Regions from separate parts of the Mus musculus genome. Here region 2 is linked to region 1. A link is a contact called in public promoter capture Hi-C data. All regions are on one chromosome and are shown on one strand. Each heading gives the region's core, a stretch centred on a gene start, on an enhancer-like site or on the middle of the called end of the contact. The rest is flanking DNA. Distances are from core to core; before and after follow the strand shown. Region 1 overlaps Smoc1 (SPARC related modular calcium binding 1). Region 2 holds the start of Slc10a1 (solute carrier family 10 (sodium/bile acid cotransporter family), member 1).

Region 1 (6,356 bases), core at 2,160-4,659:
GCTGTGTGGTTTTCCCTTGGGGAGGCGGGAGCAAGAAAAAGTATTTGTAGCTTGTTTTATAAAAAATAAAAATGGGTAAACTTGGGCAGCTGGTGCCTCTTTCTTTGGGTGGCCTTCTCTGAAGGAGAGGCCCCATTTCCTAGAAGGTTTCATGGTTTTCCTGGTCTAAGTGCTCAAGCGCTGATCCTGGAAAGTCTAGGTTGCTTTTAGTGAGACACCAGCAGGGAACACAGTGGTCCTTGGGGTGTGTACTTCCTAGGAAGATGCCCCGGGTCCTCTTGGCCCTTAACTGCTAGTGTGTATACCTTAATTCTCCCTCTGACCTTCACCCGCACAGAAACCCCAAAGTATACTCATTCTGGGGCCCTCCTCTCAAGCTGCACCTGGAATGGAGCTGGTAGAACATTGGGAAGGAGCTCTGACAAGCTCAGCCTGGTGGGCATAGCTGTGTTAATCATGATCTGGACCCTGGGGCTGGAACGCAGGTGGAAAGATGACCCTCTGGCCCTCAGTCAGGTTTGCCCAGCTCACGTTTCAGTTCTGCCTGGCACTGTGTGGCACCACTTCTGAGCTGGCAAACCCTGCAGAGCAGAGGACTTTGGGATGGGGGTTGACAACATGGCCAGGATAGGGGCCAGGAACCTGAGTCTCCTGCGAGTAGGACCTTTCCTTTCATCCTCTCTCCCTTCAGGGCTGTCCTTGGAAATGACCTTTGTTAATTACCCAGCTTTTCCTGATTCTTCTGGCTGCAGTTTGTCCTCTGAGGGTACACAGAAGATATTTTTTTAAATTCTCCCTTTGCCCAAACTTTTCTCCCACAAGACTTCCCTGGAGAAGGATCTTAGCATTTGCCAGGTCACATAGTCCCTCATCATCTCGTACCTCATCAAATTCCTCCCAGTTTCAGAACTGAAGCTTCTGTTTTGAGGCAGTGGGGATAGCTGGTTTGCTGTACACTGATGGACACTGTCATGGGTCAGTGACCAGACTGCATTGTTCCAGGTTCTAAGTATAGATTCAGGCCTAGGAAGAGGGGCAAAGTGGTTGCCAGGTCTGGAGAAAGTAGACTAAGGGGTCCTCTTGTCTTCAGATTTTCTGACCTCAAGCCCTGAGCACTGCTGATTCCATGGCTGCCTTCCTGGGGGCATCAGAACAGCAGCTTCTGTATCCTGTACCTTAGGACTGAGCTGCATTGGAGGGAGTTCATTGTCATTCGCAGCAGTTAAATCTTACTTAAAGCCACTATTTTGTAGAAGACTGCCAGCAAGGCTTCAGAGAAGTGTGGTTAGCACTTCCCGTGCAGGAAGCCCAGGAGGAGTCAGAGTTGATTTGACCTCCAGCATAGAGTATAGAGAGGGGCCATGGGAGCTCACTTTTGGCAGCAGAGTGGACTCTCATTCCTACCCCTTGCTCCTCTGTTTTTTTCCCCAGACAGCTGCATCAAGAGTCAAGGATACAGCACAAGACAGGTCCGTTCTGTCTTTGCCTCACCTCGGGGCTCAGAGCCATGTACCGCTTTCACAAGGAGGGAACTTTGGGAATGCATTCAGCAAAGAGGTCTAAGAGGCCACAGAGCTGGCATCTTTTCAGGACCATCGAGTGTTGATAGAGGATTGGGGTCCCAGGTCCCAGGGGCTCCAGTGATATAATATCTGCTTCCCAAGAGGGTGAAACACAGCCACAACACCTTTGAGGAAAGATAGATGGGTAGATGGATAGACAGACCGACAGACAAACACACAAAATCAAAATAACAAACAATGCAGAGAGGTAGCTAAGTTATCTTTCTGGCCAAGTATCTCCAAAGCTTCTAACTGATCTGTAAGATCATGGCTATCCCATTAATGAGGTTCAAATCTTTCCCAGGAGGCTTGACCTGTTTTTGCTGAACAAGCAGGGGAATGAGAAGTTAGATCTTTCATGAAGTACCACCAAGACCTTCAACCCTTCACCACAGATCTGTATGTCTTCTGCAACTTTTTTTTTTTAAACTAAAAAAGCCCTAACTTTGGTCACATCCTGTCTAATACTTCCTTTGCTGGGTAAGCCAGCCAGTGGTCTCTTGTCATTTCTCATCAACAAAGGACAGATCAACCTGAACAATCCTTTCTGTGTGCTACTTCTACATCTGGCAGCCACCTTAACAATGTGACCTTAGCACTCCCTTTGCTCTGCACCATCTCCTCCTTAATAGGATAGATTCCAGGAAAACCCTTTGTCCAGATCCTCTTAACAGGACTATTGATTCTAGTTAATGGTTGATGATCCTGTATGTGGTAAGCGGAGCCTGTTCCCAAACTCAAGGCTATCTTTTAGTAATCTGCACACTTGATACAAGGGAGTGCTATGCACGGGGGTACTGCCTGTCTACAAGGTAGTAAACAGGTATCACACTGCTGATATAACTCAATCAGGAGAGACCAGGATGAGCTGCAATACAGTTCACCCCTCATGACTTCGGTGGCTAAAACACAAAGAGATAACCTAGACTTAGTGTCAGCTGGGGCACTTCTTTGTACTGTCCTTATTAGGGATCCATGTCAAGGAAGACTCCTTCCCTCTTGATTATGGAAGCAAAGAAAGAGAAATGTGGTAAATTGCACTCTGGTGCCTATTCAGAATGAAATATATTACCAACTTGGGGAGGAAAGAATTTATCTGGATTACATGTTCCAAATAGAGTCTATCACAAAGGGAATTGGGGACAAGAGCTGGAAGCAGGAGAAGAGGCAAAAATGGGGGAACACTGCTCACTGGCTCTCTCCCCTGGTTTGCTCAGTTACTTTTCATATACAACCCAGGGCCATCTGCCAATGAAAGTGGCACTGCCCACAGTGGCCTGGGTCCTCCTACATTGATCGTCAATCAAGACAATGCTCCCCCGGGATTGCCAAACTTATGGAGGCAATAACTCAGTTGACATTCCTTCTGCCTAGATATGTCCTAGGTTTGTATCATGTTGACAAAAACTAAGCCCCACAGTCATATTGCTCATGTTCCAGTGACTAAAGGGGTCACACGGCCCCACCCGACTATACAACAGTGAAGAAATAGAATCAGGAGTATTTTGTAAAAACTCTCGACTATTATGATGTAGATTATCTTAGTGTGATTTTAACTGGGCAGTGTGTGTACTGTCTAAGAGTAAAGAAACTTGCTTATTCCATTTTGTGCAATGCATTTTGCCCATGGCTTCTGACAAATGTGGCATGTTCATAACAACCACCATTCCCCTTGCTCAGCAAAGTGGGGAGGTGAATACCAGTTTCCCTTCTGTGAGAAGTCAGCACCCCACCTAGAGACTGTATCGGATGCCCTGTAGGAACGCTGCCACCCTCACAGTGTGGGCAGGAGAAGAGAAGTTGGAGGGGAAAGAGCAGGTTCAGGTAACATTGGAGGAGAATAGCTGGCTGAGACATCCCAGTGCCCTGTGCTATGCATGTGAGAACCTTGTGACTTCTGTAATCATTAGTTTGACCCATGCCCTATTGAATCATCTTCCATTAATGAGAGTCAAGGCTGTTTCACAAGCTCAGTTCCAATCAATCATGCAACTCAATATGCAACTTGCTTTAGTCTCCCTCCCCTCTCTGCCCTAGCACAGTGTCTTGGTCCATGACTGTTACAACACAGTGGAACAGTGGTCTGGCTCCAAGTCACTCCACTGGTTTATAACTGTTCTTCATGATGGAGTCAGAAGGAGGAAAAAGGAGAGAAGCCATGAGGGTCTCTGAGCAGTATCCTTCTGTGTTTATTGTAGCCACATCTCAGTTTAATGCTTATTCTATTTCCCATTGTACTAGGGGCCCTCTGTTAGAGCTTATATGGAGCACATGTCAGGTCCTGGAGTAAACCTCCCCATTGTTTAATCCTTCCTCATTGATTCGGCCAGTTCAGTTTTGGTGTGACCTTTCTATATCTTCCCATGTGAATATACCATGTATTCATGGTATCCATGTCCATTTTGATCTAGGGCCCCTGCTTCTGCTTTTCTATTGCGGCTGCAGCCTGACTCTCTGATAGGGTTTCCATTCATGGAACTTCGCTCACTGAAGCCCTGCCCAAAACTGGAAAGGCAGGCTGATCTTCAGCTGTTTCTTGTCTTAGCTCTTCACCCCCATGCCCCTTCAGTGTGTAGACGAGGCTGGCCACCAACTCTGCTGCATGTTGTTGGTGGTGGTGGTGGTGGCAGCAGCAGCATGGAGTCCAGCTGGAACACGAGGTGACAAACTTGCAGCTGTGACTTGTGACGAGCTGGTGGTCCCACTGCTTTTAGAATGTTTCTCCTATAGCTCTGGAGAAGACAGGGACATAGATGGAAACCGAAAGGCAGTATGACTACAGCACTCAGTATATAATACAATACTTTGGGGAGTTGTAAGGACATTGGTGGGGAAGGACTGAAATCGGGCTATTTAAATTACCCATGTGGAACTTTGTACCTTCCCCAACAAGCTATAAGGCTGAACTTGCACAACAGCACCCCATCATCAAGTCAAAGAGATACAGAGGGAACAGCTTAGTCAGGTCAAGAATGCATCTGTAGGTTACATAAACACTTGGCTAAGATGCTCATGGTAACTGATTATATCTGCAGCTGTATTCCCTCTGTCTGAGACACTCTTTGAGCTTAATTCAAAATGCCTCTGTGCAGTGTGCCAACCAGCTCCATTTAGACCTGGACAGTGTCGTGCTCTAGCACTGCTCAGGAATGACCCTCTGTCCTGGCTAGTTTTATGTTAATTTGACACAAGCTAGAGTCATCTGAAAGGAGGGAATCTCAATTGAGAGAGAGAAAAAAAAGCCCCCATAAGACCCAGTTATAGGGTATTTTCTTAATTAGTGATTCATGGAGGAGGGCCCAGCCTATTGTGGATGGTGCCATCCTTGGGCTGGTGGTCCTAGGTTCTATAAGAGAGTGGGCTGAGCAAGCCATGAGGAGCAAGCTAGTAAGCAGCATCTCTCCATGGCCTCTGCATCAGCTCCTGCCTTTTCTGTCCTGCTTGAGTTTCTGGCCAATCATCTTTCCTTGATGGATTATAACTCAGAAGCATAAGCCAAAGAAACACTTTCCTTTGGAACTTGCTTTTGGTCATGATGTTTCAACCTGTCAAAATAACTCAAGACACACTCTCAAAGAAGGTGATGGATGGAAATTTTCTCAGTGGACAGACCTTTAGACAACTATATGTCTTCTGATACCTACATGGCTTGAATTATGGATCTAATTATTAACTAATATTAATGGCTTGGTAAGTGGCAAAACTCTATGGTCTAGGTGTTTGTCTCTTCCAAAACACATGTTGAAGCACAATCCTCAGAGTTATGTTATCCATGCTATCTGGAGTGGAGCCTCTTGGAATTGCTTGGGATTCGATGTTAGCAGTAGAAGCATCTGTAAGTGTGTTAGCAGCCTTATCAGAAGCAGAAGGATAGAAGAGAATAGGTTTTTACTGTTTCCTGTGTGATGCCCTGTGTCACCTTAGTACTCTGCATATGTTCCCACCAGTAAGAAGGCTCCCATCAGTTAGGGTCCTTTACCCTTGGACTTCCTAGTCTCATTAGTGTGAGACATTCTTTTTTATTTATAAAATATCCGGCCAATGGCATTTAGTAACAGAAATAGAAAACGGACTAAATTTTGAGGAAATTTGGGGAACAGGAGAAATGAGGCCCATAGTGTGAATATTAGCATCCCACATAAAGGCATGCCAGACAACATCCATAATGGTCTGTGTTCTCAGTAATTTGATGGACCATATGAGCCATGATGATGCTTGTCCATATATCAAAGCATGAAATGGCAGGAGAATTGGAGGTTGTACTTTTTTTCATAGTACATAATGAAAGAATAAATAGCTACCATGAAGTATAAAAGCAAGTCTACTGTCAAGCAGTTGTAGAAGAGATGGCAGAGAGACAAACAGCTCCCAATGAGGTAGAAGTTAGAATGAACTCATGACCCAGAAGAAAGAACTAAGATCAAAAGCCAGAATATAAACATTCTGAGGTACCAAACTAGTTGACATTGGATCAAGCCCTTACCAAAAAGTTTCAGGAAGAACAGCATCCTTTTTCTGAGCACATAGCAGTGAAAAGGCATCTGAATCCAAAGAGACACCTTGTACCTATATCCATTGTAAGATACGTCACAATATCCAAAGGATAGAAACAGCCTAAGTGCATGTTTGTAAAGGGTGGTGCTGATGCTAAGGTCCTGTTCTCCAATTGGTTCTTGATCTATCTGTAAAGATGCCAGGGTCCAATTGTTGGGAGGAAAGAAAGAGGCAGGATTTCCAGGCCTGCAGGGAGAGACTGAGAGATGCAGGAGTGGAAGCAAGATTTCACCATGCTTC
Region 2 (6,356 bases), core at 1,851-4,350, 220 kb before region 1:
GGTTCAACTCCCAGGACCCACATGGTGACTCACAGCCATCTATGGCTCCAATTTCAGGAGAATCCAGTGTCCTCTTCTGGTTTCTGTGGGCACCAGGACACACACACACATGTCTTTACATACATTCAGGCAAAGCACTCATACCTATAAATATATTTTAAAAGGAAAAGCAGCTAGGCATGGTGGCACACGCCTTTAATCCCAGCACTTGGGAGGCAGAGGCATGTGGATCTCTGTGAGTTTGAAGCCAGTCTGGTCTACAAAGTGAGTCCAGGCCACAGCCAGGGTTCTGTTACACAGAGAGACCCTGTCTCAAAAAACCAAACCAAATCAACAACCAACAAACAAAGCTAAAGCAGAAAGCTGTGATGACAGTAGGTTCTCTCCTGTACAAGGCATATGTCTGATCAGAGAGGCCAGTGCCTTTGAGACTGGCAGGCAGCCTCCATTCACTCTGTCAATATACAGGATAGCTCTCAAGACGTCTGCAGACATACCAGTTCTAAAGCCAGCCAGCCAGCCCCTGGCTGAAAGTGTTAAGCCCTAGGACTTTCCTTATCTGTGAATGTGGTCATTTATGGCACTCCCTTCTGTATGTACCCCTTCATGTCAGCCGCCGAAACAAGGACCAGTGCAGGATGTATACAGTGGGCAACAAGAGTATTAAGAAAATAAAATTGCTGGGTGGTGGTGGCACACGAATTTAATCCCAACACTTGGGAAGCAGAGGCAGGTGGATTTCTGAGTTCAAGGCTAGCCTGGTCTACAAAGTGAGTTCCAGGACAGCCAGGGCTATACAGAGAAACCTCTCTCGAAAAACCAAAGAGAGAGAGAGAGAGAGAGAGAGAGAGAGAGAGAGAGAGAGAGAGAGAGAGAGAGAGAGAGAGAAAGAGAGAGAGAGAAGAATACTAGCTGCTCTGACAGATGGGTTTGATTCCTAGCACCCACATAGCTGCTTACAGAACTTACTAGAACTGTAACTCTAGTTCTAGGGGGATCCAGTGCCCTCTTCTGTCTCCCTTGGGCACTAGGCACACACGTCGTACACAGAGACATACATGCATACAAAATACCCGTACACATTTAAAAAAAAATGTAAGTTTAAAGATTGACTTTGTTGAAAAGAATGTTTGTTTAGTGAAGGTCCTTAGCTTTGCTGTCATTGCTGTAATAATGCATGTAGTCACTTTTCAGGACAACAGGGATTCAAAGTCTGTCTGGACATGATAATTATTCCCGCTCAGCCAGGTGGATCGGGGCATGGTTAATGTGTATGAGAACGATAAGTTTGCTTAGGAGGAAGAGACTGGGTCACACAGTTCCATCGGCTGCTTCCACAGATCCCCAGATTCCCCACCGTGCCCCCTTTCTGACTAATGTGACTACATAGTCCTGCACCAGAGCTGAGGTTTAACATCTTGGGACGTATAAGGTGCGACCAACCTTGCTTACAGGACAGCATGACTAATGCCTTGCCCCTCCTTCCAGTTGCCCTCCTGCTGTTTTGCCTCACCAGGAGAGGCTTCTAGGTAAGTTTTCTTTGTAAAGTTTAGGCACAGGCAAGGTATGCTCCCTTTGCGGTCCCTTCTCTACTTGACACTGAACAACTCCACTGAGAATCAGGCCTAGAGGAGACTGGCTTTGTGTCTGGAGTGAGTTCACCCATGCTGTGCACTGCCCGAGCAGGCTGAGAGGGGCCCCTCTCCTTGACATTCACTGCCACAGTCACAGCTGTGTGAAGGACAGATATTCCACCAAGCCCAAGGAGTCTGGCGCTTCACGAGTGCTACCTGATCAGGATGCTCTAGGCTCAGGCTGGTCTTTTTTTTTTTTTTTTTTGGTTTTTTGAGACAGGGTTTTACTGTATAGTCCTGACTGTCCTGGAACTCACTTTGTAGACCAGGCTGGCCTCAACTCAGAAATCCACCTGCCTCTGCCTCCCAAGTGCTGGGATTAAAGGCATGCACCACCACCACCTGGCTGCTCAGGCTGGTCTTAGCCTTCTCCCTTCTTGTTAGACTGAGTGGAGCCCAGCCTAACCTGGGCAATCGCTGGGGCCTCAATTCTACATAAAGTTTCTTTGGTTGGCAATCTCACCACATCTGACAACTCGGTAAAGGGTCTTAGCAGATACCTTGGATGCCCAGATACTGGAGAAGAGCCTTTGGAGTCTCTTCTCTGCAGGAAATTTAAGATGCTCGTTTGGTTCCAAGTCACCTTGGCCTTCCTGGAATGTTCTGGACCCATTATACCCTTGCTAGATTTTCAGCCTCAGAGCTGACACCCTGCCAGTCAGATGACTGTGGTTCTGAGGAACTCTTTCATCGAAATCTATTCTCCTTTACAGTGATCCTGTAGAGACTTCTGGGAGTTCAGGGGTGTCTAACATACCTCTGGACCAGCTTAATGTTTTTTTTTTCCCCCTGGGATTTAAACCAAAGAGATTCCAGAGGCTGCCCCAATTTAGCATAAACCTTTGACAATCAATGCCAAACTTAATCCAGCTCCTACGTCCCTCCCCGCTCCTGGCTCCAGCCTAGATCTTCTCTAGATCATGACATCTCGGCAGCACCCCATCCCACACCCTTTCCTCTTAACCCTCGGTCCTACCTGAGGTTCATGTCCCCCTTCATGGCCAGGGTGAAGAGGTTAGACAGGTTCCCCCCAGGAGAGCAGCCGCAGATGAGGATGGCCAGAGCCTCAATGCTGGTCAGATGAAAGACCTTGCCCAGAAGGAAAGCACTGAGGGGCATGATACCGTACTGGGCCACTATGGCGATGATCACCCCTTTGGGCTTCCAGAAGTGAGCCTTGATCTTGCTGAACTCCATGGTGCAGCCAAGCGAGAGCATGATGAGCAGCAACATAACTACCAGAATGACGCTGAGCGCAGTGTCTGTGGCCCGGTGGCCAAAGCCAGGCGGCAGGGAGAAATTGAAGGGGGCTGATACGTTGTGCGCCTCCATCCTCCGACCCAGTGAACACCACCTCACTCTCTGCTCCTGCCCTTCCTTGCCCAGTGCTGGCTGGATGTTTTCTTCAGTCCTCTTTCAGGACAGAGTTTCTGGACAAAATGTAGCTGTGGGCAAATAAAAGATTATGCAACCTGCAGAACCACGGTTGTGGTTATAAGACAGCCCATAACCTCATCTCCCCGGATCCCCTACTTTGCTTAAGTTTTCTGACCTCTGTGCCTGCCGAGTGGAGCTCGTACCCAGCACAGGGTTCATTCTTTACCCTGCTGAGCATGCTTCACTATAGCGTCTCTGAGACCCATCCAGGACCTGCAACAAAACATGTCCACCTTTCCCTTTAGTTCCTGCTTCTAGCTCAGTCTCGGAGACCTCAGGTTGTTTCCTGGGAAAAGGTGCCTTCCCTATCCTCAGTGAGTCACCATTTGTTCCCGAGAGAAAGAGACTGTTTCTGCCTTTGCCTTCCTCATCTAAGTGGCAAAGGCCAGAGGGCCATGGGACAGGATGGGGGGGCGATGTGGTGTTGCTGTCTTCAGGAGAGGCTGTGTCCATGACTGTCCTCCTCTGAGACCTTGCTTTGTGCCCATATCTAGACCATACGTGTCCTGTGGGGGTTGGGGTTGGTTGGGGGGTGGCACCATGAATCCCTGAAAGACTTACTTATCTCCAGAGGGGAAAAAACTTTCTGGGGTACGTTGGGCTCTTGGAAGCCTGGAGATTATCCAAAGCCCAGCTCACGAGAAACTCCAGCTGTGGAGAGTAACTAGCTGGTGCCTGAGGTATCCATAACTTGAGAGACTTCAGAGAAGGAAGTGAGGTTGTAGCAAGCTTGAGATGCACCAGGTAAAAAAAATAATTCCACTATTTTTTGGCCATATATAAAGCAAGCTCTATTAAATATTAAATACCAGCCAAGGGGTAGACTTTGGTCAGAACCAGTTCCTGAAATGTTTCAGCTAAGTGCCCTGAGACAGACATGTAGCGGGGGTTTCTAAAGACTAATCTATGCCAGGCGGTGGTGCCACACGCCTTTAATCCTAGCACTTGGGAGGAAGAGGCAGGCAGATTTCTGAGTTCGAGGCCAGCCTGGTCTACAGAGTGAGTTCCAGGATAGCCAGGGCTATACAGAGAAACCCTGTCTCGAAAAAAACAAAACAAAAAACCAAAAACAAACAAACAAACAAACAAACAAAGACTAATCTATAAACCACTTTCCCAAGAGGCATTGTTATTTTTCAAGAATGACAGCTTATAGCATTCTAGGAAGTTACCAGGTTTGTGGGCAGGTGGGGTGTGCAGGTTAATTTTAGGCATTGCAGATGAGTGGCCTTTTCTTACTGCACTCCCAATGGCTCTATTTTGCATGTTGGGCCTGTGGGTCTCATGATGGAAACCAGGTGGGAGGCATGCAACATCAGCAGCATTAGAGAGGCAGGTATGGCCATCCTGAGCTGAACTCCCCCGACTCACCTCAACTATGAGACTGAGCGGGTCTGTTAGGTGTAGTTTCCCCACCATGACCAAGGCAAAGAACACTTTTTTTAAAAAAAGATTTTCTTATTTATTTTATGTATATGAGTACACTATAGCTGTCTGCAGACACACCAGAAGAGGGCATCGGAACCCATTATAGATGGTTGTGAGCCACCGTGTGGTTGCTGGGAATTGACCTCCTCTGGAAGCGCAGTCAGTATGCTTAACCACTGAGCCATCTCTCCAGCCAGACTGAGGCAAATCTTTTTTTTAAAAAAAACGTTTATTTATTTATTTATTAATTTATTATAAATACACTGTAGCTGTCTTCAGACACTCTAGAAGAGGGAGCCAGATCTCATTATGGATGGTTGTGAGCCACCATGTCATTGCTGGGATTTGAACTCAGGACCTTCAGAAGAGCAGTCAGTGCTCTTAACCGCTGAGCCATCTCTCCAGCCCCCGAGGCAACTCTTATAAGGACAGTATTTAATTGGGGCTGGCTTACAGGTTCAGAGGGTCAGTCCATTATGGCAGCATCTAGGCAGGCATGGTGCAGAAGGAGCTGAGAGGTCTGTCTATCTCTTCATCTGAAGGCCACTAGGAGAAGACTGGCTTCCAGGCAGCTAGGATGAGGGTCTTAAAGCCCATGCCCACAATGACACACTTCCTCCAACAAGGCCACACCTCCTAATAGCACCTCTCCCTGGGCCAAGCATGTTCAAACCACCACAAACTGTCTCACTGAAGCTGACTCCTAGAAGTGTTTCCATCATTCTCTCGGCTGTACAAACCCTGCTCCCTGCTGCTTCTGCTCCCTCTGCCCTCATGGGCCTGTGTCCAATGGCCCCTGAGGAGAGGGAGGCCCACAGCTAGCCATTCTGAGCATTGGGGTGGTATCCTGAAGGAGGTTGCTTCCTCTCTTTGGAGAAAGCCAACTCATGCAGACATTCTCTCTGTTTTCTGGCCACCATGATTTGAGTGGTTGCCGAGGGCCATGCAGGAAGAATGACAAATGGCTTTAGAACACATGGACCGTGGCCCACTGGTTTGTGTGAACTCAGCCACGATGGGCGCTCCTTTGTTGAGGCACCACCTTGAGGACCACGTGTCCTGAGGACTTCTGCTCTGCTTGCTGCCCTCCCTTCACTCTTAATCTAAGAACTGTGTGAAGACTCTAAGGGCAACTCTACCCCTCGCTGGGCAGTATCTCTGGCCCTCACAATATTAGTGCTTAATCTCGTTTATGCATTGCTGCTGGAGGAGATTAGTGATTCAGTCACCATCCTTCAGAAGAATTTAGAGATGCAGATTGTCAGCAATGACCACCACCCTTAGAGAACATTTGGAAAAAATAAAATTATTAGTGAAGCTAGGTTGAGATGTTTTTGCTACTGGCTCTGATGTAGAAAATCTTAGGTAGCAATTTGAAGTTCAGAAAGGGACACTCTTATTAGTTAAGCTAGGGACATTTTATGGCCAGGGAACAAGAACAATGGCAGCCCTGGCTGACGTGAGTCTCACTGAGGCTGGCTGGTGATGACTGATTTCTTATACCCAGTTTTGCCCTCAGCTCCCTGATATGATTTAATGAGAATTGCTGATGAGTAGATATGCATGCTGAGTATAAGTATAATAAGAATTACTGATGAGTATATTAATTCTGAGGATTTAAAGTAGATATGACTGATTTTTATGTAAAAGTTCAGATTTGTGATTCTTTTAAGATTCTTATAAGATTTCTTTTTAAAGATTAACAATATACTTATTTATCCTTCCTATGTAACTGCAAATTGCTGCCTTGGCAATAAGAGAAACTGGTTGAGAAAACTACCTTGCTTCTTGTACTTTGTTAATCTATAACCGCTTAGTTATGAATGTTTGTGGGTTCTTGGGAATAATTTGTTTTTT

The links. Promoter capture Hi-C pulls out the DNA fragments that hold promoters and counts their contacts.
Region 2: a contact with region 1 is called in a promoter capture Hi-C map of liver, with 10 times the contacts expected there. The contact joins the promoter of Slc10a1 here to the enhancer-like site in region 1. A contact is called at or near these places in 21 of 39 promoter capture datasets (the 3T3-L1 cell line, 3T3-L1-derived adipocytes, the C10 cell line and 11 more), 2 of 15 datasets of contacts at CTCF or cohesin (the NIH/3T3 cell line and large pre-B cells), 11 of 484 Hi-C or Micro-C datasets (the F1.1 cell line, LSK cells, bone marrow-derived macrophages and 3 more), 6 of 115 datasets of contacts at active chromatin or transcription factors (differentiating embryonic stem cells, double positive thymocytes, embryonic stem cells and 2 more) and 5 of 9 other capture datasets (adipose tissue, embryonic stem cells, liver and 2 more).

What each region holds. Positions count from the first base shown.
Region 1 is chr12:81,186,327-81,192,682 of GRCm38.p6, forward strand. It overlaps Smoc1 (SPARC related modular calcium binding 1), which reads left to right. Exons shown (of 13, transcript NM_022316.2): 13 at 1-88. Among named protein-coding and RNA genes, the nearest start is that of Mir3067, 23 kb to the left of the region's middle. Within about 2 kb of position 3,410, at least 8 of the 459 cell types and tissues checked have an H3K27ac peak or open chromatin away from gene starts, as enhancers often do. A contact at or near this core is called in extraembryonic endoderm stem cells, hepatocytes and liver, where this site is marked.
Region 2 is chr12:80,964,979-80,971,334 of GRCm38.p6, forward strand. It overlaps Slc10a1 (solute carrier family 10 (sodium/bile acid cotransporter family), member 1), which reads right to left and starts at 3,101. Exons shown (of 4, transcript NM_011387.2): 1 at 2,611-3,101. The coding sequence starts at 2,966.